2 separate regions of the Xenopus laevis genome follow, and region 1 is linked to region 2. The links are chromatin contacts, called in public Hi-C maps. All regions are on one chromosome and are shown on one strand. The core of a region is the stretch at or near the end of the contact, and the rest is flanking DNA. Distances in the headings are between cores, read along the strand shown.

Evidence for each region. Hi-C and Micro-C count contacts between places; a contact is called where the count stands out from the background.
Region 1: a contact with region 2 is called in a Hi-C map of the XTC cell line, with 6 times the contacts expected there. The contact joins the enhancer-like site here to the promoter of rasal2.S in region 2. A contact is called at or near these places in 2 of 4 Hi-C or Micro-C datasets (the XL177 cell line and the XTC cell line).

Annotation. Positions count from the first base shown.
Region 1 is chr4S:79,208,499-79,211,297 of Xenopus_laevis_v10.1, forward strand. All of the region lies in intron 1 of rasal2.S (ras GTPase-activating protein nGAP), which reads left to right. Among protein-coding and RNA genes, the nearest start is that of rasal2.S, 70 kb to the left of the region's middle. Within about 2 kb of position 1,348, at least 1 of the 7 cell types and tissues checked has an H3K27ac peak or open chromatin away from gene starts, as enhancers often do.
Region 2 is chr4S:79,138,640-79,141,339 of Xenopus_laevis_v10.1, forward strand. rasal2.S (ras GTPase-activating protein nGAP) reads left to right here and starts at 1,377. Exons shown (of 18, transcript XM_018260953.2): 1 at 1,377-1,957. The coding sequence starts at 1,783.

The DNA of each region.
Region 1 (2,799 bases), core at 98-2,597, 70 kb after region 2:
AAGGCTCTCTCTCTCTCTTTATACTATTATGTGATTCAGTTGCGTTTGTACAACCATGGGTCACCTCTGTGTTTTATGATTATGTAATAAAAGGGACAAATTTGCTTCTCGTAGATTCGTAGAATAACCTAACATCGTATTGGTTGCTATGCGTTTCATCACCTAGTGTCTTTTATTACATATGGATGTCTGACCGTAGTCAGTGCTACTTTTTCTACAGCATATATCTGCTACCTTTGCATTGTTAACTCCCACCAGTTGAGATGCTCCAGGGTTGTAGTTAAGCAGCAGCTAGGCAGTTTCAGATTTATACCTTAACACAACTAATTTAATGTTCATAGTATTAATCTGTGCAATTGTCTCTGTATATATAAACACAGAACAAAAAATAATTTTATTGCTTCAGTTACAGCCCACTTGTCTTTTGTGAAATCTCATCTTGCTTCAGGGTCTAGAACCAATTGGCAATCATTTTTATTATTGAATAGCAGATGCCTATGAGGTTATTAGATCGTATGTGATTGGTTATAGTCTAAATCTATTAAAGGCAGACAAAAGAGATATTGGATAAAGACAAAGCATGGCCCAAATCTGTGGATGCAATTTTTTATTGTAATTATACCATTATCCTTCAGTGCATTAAAGAAGCAGTCAATCTGAAGTAATGAAATGTTTCGTGCATTGTTCTAAGTGCTTCGAGATGGATTAGATCTACATTAAATCATATTTAATATTCCATAGGTTATTTCTAGGCTGTATTGCGAGTCTTGCCATATTTAATTGAAAATGCTCCATTGTTCCAGATGAGCAGGTCAGATGCCATTAATGTTTCCGGCCATATGAGCCTTTTACAAGTCATCCATACTAGTCTAATGAATGTTAGCATGCTGTGCTTGCCAGATACTGCTCTCCCTGTGCTCTAGTAAATACATTTCCTAATTACTATTGTTTTGTAGCACAACTGGCTGTTAGCACATCATAACAAAGCATGAAAGGGACTGCTGATTGGTATAGAATTTTAAAAAATGTTTGTTTTTTATTTTACATTTTATAGAGATGATCTTCAAATAACCGACCAGCTTATATCAGTCTTTGCTAGACCACTTTTAAAAGAGATTTTAGGCGATTTTGCTTTTGAAGCCACAAAACAAAAACTGTTTGCTTTAAACTCATAAATTCTTTCTGAGCTTGTGACTCATGTGGCATGCCCCTGCAACACAAGCAGTACATTGAGTATTTATAACCATGGGAAAGTTTTTCCCTGAGCTCCCTTATTCCATCAGGCAAAGTAACAAGCCAAGCGTGGGTAAGAGGGCGTCTCCATCTGTCAATCTAGTCCTTATACCAAATTAGCATCACAACAGACTAAATGGGACCTGTGATCTCATAGAGAGCAGAAATGACCCCCTTTCTGGCCTGTTGTACATAATTGAGAATCTGATACTGGTATATATAGATAGATACATTCCTCTTTCTCCCGCCACTAGTGGAATTTTCTTTTTGTTCCCAGTCTGGGTGTGTTCCTTATACAGTGCTTATACAGTAGAACCCCCATTTTACGTTTTTCAGGGGACCAGGAAAAAATTATGTAAAATCTGGGAAAACGGAAAAGCACAGGAGTCTGTTTTACTTTGAGATACAATATTTACTGTGTTAATACCAAAGGGTTAAACATTGCAGTGTTAATGTTACACTATGGGGGGCATGTACATTGCCTCTCTGTCAGTCACATACACAACCTAAAGCAATAAGTGATTGGTGCAGGACTGTGTAAGGGGCAGATTAATTGAAATTGACTATTCACAGGCAGAACCAAAATATACATCTGGTTAGTATTTTAAACCTCTTTGTTACACAAATAACATTTATAGAGGGGAAAAAAGCAGTTTTTGAGTACATCAGGACAAAATTTTGATGTAAAATCCGGGAAAACATTACTTAAAATCAAGGAAATGCACCCATTGAAATGCATTATAAATTGGTGGGACCACAAATAAAAAATGTAAAATGCGGAAAAACTTAAAATCAGGGTACTTAAAATCGAGGTTTCACTGTATTCATATTGTCACATCATTGTTTTTATTAGGAAAAATAAATTCCCCTTTCTGTTAACTATAAATAAAAGCTTTCCTCCTAGTTCCTCTTTGCAGAGAGCTCTAGAGTTCATGATAGCAGGTCCTACTGATACTTCTGTATTCATATTAATCCGTATAGTGCTCCTTCCCATATAGTGCTATTTCAAGCATTGCTGAATTACAAGTCCTGCAATCTCAAGTGCAGGTTTTGGGATGCTAGAAATGGAACCTAGACAGTATTGAACATATAATCTAAAACATGTATCAGTTTTACATATAACATTAAAACCGCTGAACATTTGTAATGAACAAATATACTTTTAAATGTGTAGTATTCTCCTTCTGTTTTATTAGCATTTTTCATACAAGGGTCAGGGCCAGATTCTCCCTAATAAAAGGTCAGAATACTTACAACCTTGCTGTTCTAAATGCACGCTCTCTTACACACATGTATGTATATGGATCTTCATTCAAAGTGATGTTTACACATCCCCACGAATGAAATAAGAGAACTCTGGAATATTCTATAGCACAGACCCAGTTTTTTTTTTTCGTTTAAATCTGGCTTTATCTTATTTAATGTGTGTGTGTATCCCAAATTGGATACCTACAGTATTCTGTATGCCAGGGCTTCCTTGTTAGTTGCTGCCTTCTAGTGCTAAGACAGGGACCATGCAACAGAACAGTTTCAGTGTGAATTTCTAGGAATAATGTTATTCTGTTA
Region 2 (2,700 bases), core at 127-2,626:
CAGCTAATAGTGCTGCTCCAGCAGAATTCTGCACTGAAATCCATTTCTCAAAAGAGCAAACTGATTTTTTTAGATTCAATTTTGAAATCTGACATGGGGCTAGACATATTGTCAATTTCCCAGCTGCCCCCAGTCATGTGACTTGTGCTCTGATAAACTTCAATCACTCTTTACTGCTGTACTGCAAGTTAGAGTGATATCACCCCCCTCCCTTTTCCCCCCCCAGCAGCCAAACAAAAGAACAATGGGAAGGTAACCAGATAGCAGCTCCCTAACAAAAGATAACAGCTGCCTGGTAGATCTAAGAACAGCACTCAATAGTAAAAACCCATGTCCCACTGAGACACATTCAGTTACATTGAGAAGGAAAAATGGCAGCCTGCCAGAAAGCATTTCTCTCCTAAAGTGCAGGCACAAGTCACATGACCAGGGGCAGCTGGGAAATTGACAAAATGTCTAGCCCCATGTCAGATTTCAAAATTGAATATAAAAAAATCGGTTTGCTCTTTTGAGAAATGGATTTCAGTGCAGAAGTCTGCTGGAGCAGCACTATTAACTGAGGTGTTTTGAAAAAAACATGTTTTCCGATGACAGGATCCCTTTAATATAAATTTAGCAGAAGGGATTGAAAGGGCCATGCTGCAGGTTTTGGGGGGCGCGTCCGGCATGAGGTTTCATGCCAGAACGCCCATGGCTGAAGATGTGTAGGTCTGAGGCTGAGAGTTTTGGGGGATATTGGCCACTATAAAGAAGAAAAAGACAACAAGGGGAATAGCCTCAGAATGCGGATATCCATTTACAAAGGGATCTCCATTGCAGCAGCCTTCAGCGCTATGGGTGGGGATCCCGCTGGACAGTTTGTGATATTAAGATATTGGACATTTGCAATTATATGATAAATTATTTTGTAATAAAAAGCGGGTATGGCCTTTTACAATCCATTCATGAGTGTCCAGATTGTGTTTAATGGAGAAGGGTGATTTGGATTGGATAAGGGTACGAAACTTAATGCTGCCCATGTCGTGCATCCTCCAGCAGCAGGAGTTCTTGCATGAAAGCAGGAAAAGGAAGGAACGTCATTAATAAAGAGCAGATGGACTTTTGCTAAGAATAGAAAACGTTATGACATATTAAATTCAGATTGAAGTTTAACTACCCCTTTAATTGTGAATTCACTGTATGTGATAGGCTCATTGCACCTCGTTGCAGCAGACAAGACGCTATTGCACCTCACACTAGTTATTCCATTACTTATCCCGGCCACAAGAGGGCCCCTAAACTGCGCATCCTGATCGATGCTATTAGCTATCTATTTGCCAGTTTTCCCATAGGTTCCCTAAGCTACAAACTCCTCCCATGGTGTATGTTTTTGGCGATTGATTGCTCGTGTCTATCTCCCAGGGATGCCGCTGATGCTGGAGGCTAGGAGTTTCGAGCAGCGGCTAGTGCAGCCGGTCCAAGAGACCCGAGCGCCGCCTCGTGCAGTCCGGTTGCCTTGACGACGTGTACTTGGCGCTTAGGGCTGCGGAACACGGGCTCAGTGACGTGTGACGAGGTTATATATAAAGGCACCGTGTCGCTTCCACCTCGTCTATCCCCTACATAGAGAGCGAGAGAGAGGCGTTTACCTCTACGCTGTCTGTAAAGTGACCTCGTGTATTGTCATCCTGCGCCCAGCAGAGCTGTAGGGTTTCTATGCTAGGGACTCTCCTACAGAACCAGTCCGTGCCCCGGATTCCTCTCCCTGGGGAGCTCGGGGCAGAGCATTAGATCGGGCCTGCGATGTTCATGATGGATTTATCCCCCAGCGGGGATTCGGTAATATCCGGACATGACTTCTTCCAGGACAGATATTCCCTCCCAGAGGATCTGGACTCTCCCGGGGGAGCGGGGGGAATTCTGGACAGGATCCTTATGGAGTCGGTGTGCCAGCAGCAGGGATGGGTGCGAGTATTCGGTAAGTGGAGCCGGGGATTGTATTCTTGGGGGGTGGGCACCCAGTTGGCTGGGGCAGAGCAGTGGCTGGTATGGAGCAGTGGCTGGGAGTTGTGGGCTGCATTTATCTCTGCTGATGTTCCTATAAGTGAAAGCGTTGTGCAGCTCCCACTCAGCATATTTAGTCACACGTGGGTTGCACATCTCATGGGCAGTTTATAGTGTGTTATGATCCAACTGCTAGCTGCTGCAGAACTTCTTGGCATGTGGAGTGTGGGAGATCGTATTGTGGGTGAAACTATTGAGCAGTGAAGTGTCTTTCCTGTCAATCACATCTAACTGTGTGGGGTAAGCCTTCTAGTGGAGTCACAGGCCTAATATACAATTCAACCCAGTCCCACATCAAGTCAATGGGGCAAATTTACTAAAGGGTGAAGCGACTAACGCGGGGGAAAATTCGCCAGCGGTACTTCGCCGCTTTGCTAACTTCGCTAACGAAGGAGACAGACTCTAGCGGTACTTCACTCCCTAACGGCAGGCTAATTTGCGCTCTGGCGAATGGACGTAACTACGCAAATTCACTAAGCTGCAGACTGAACGTTGCCTCTTGCGCCAGCCTTGCCTTCACCACCTCAGACCAGGCAATTGAGTAGATAGGACTTCCTCAAAAAAAACTTCTAAGTCTCAAAAAACGCTGGCATTTTCCTTTTTCAGGGTGCTAGGCTACAAAAGAGCATAATTTTTTTGGGGGGGTAACCGGCTTCT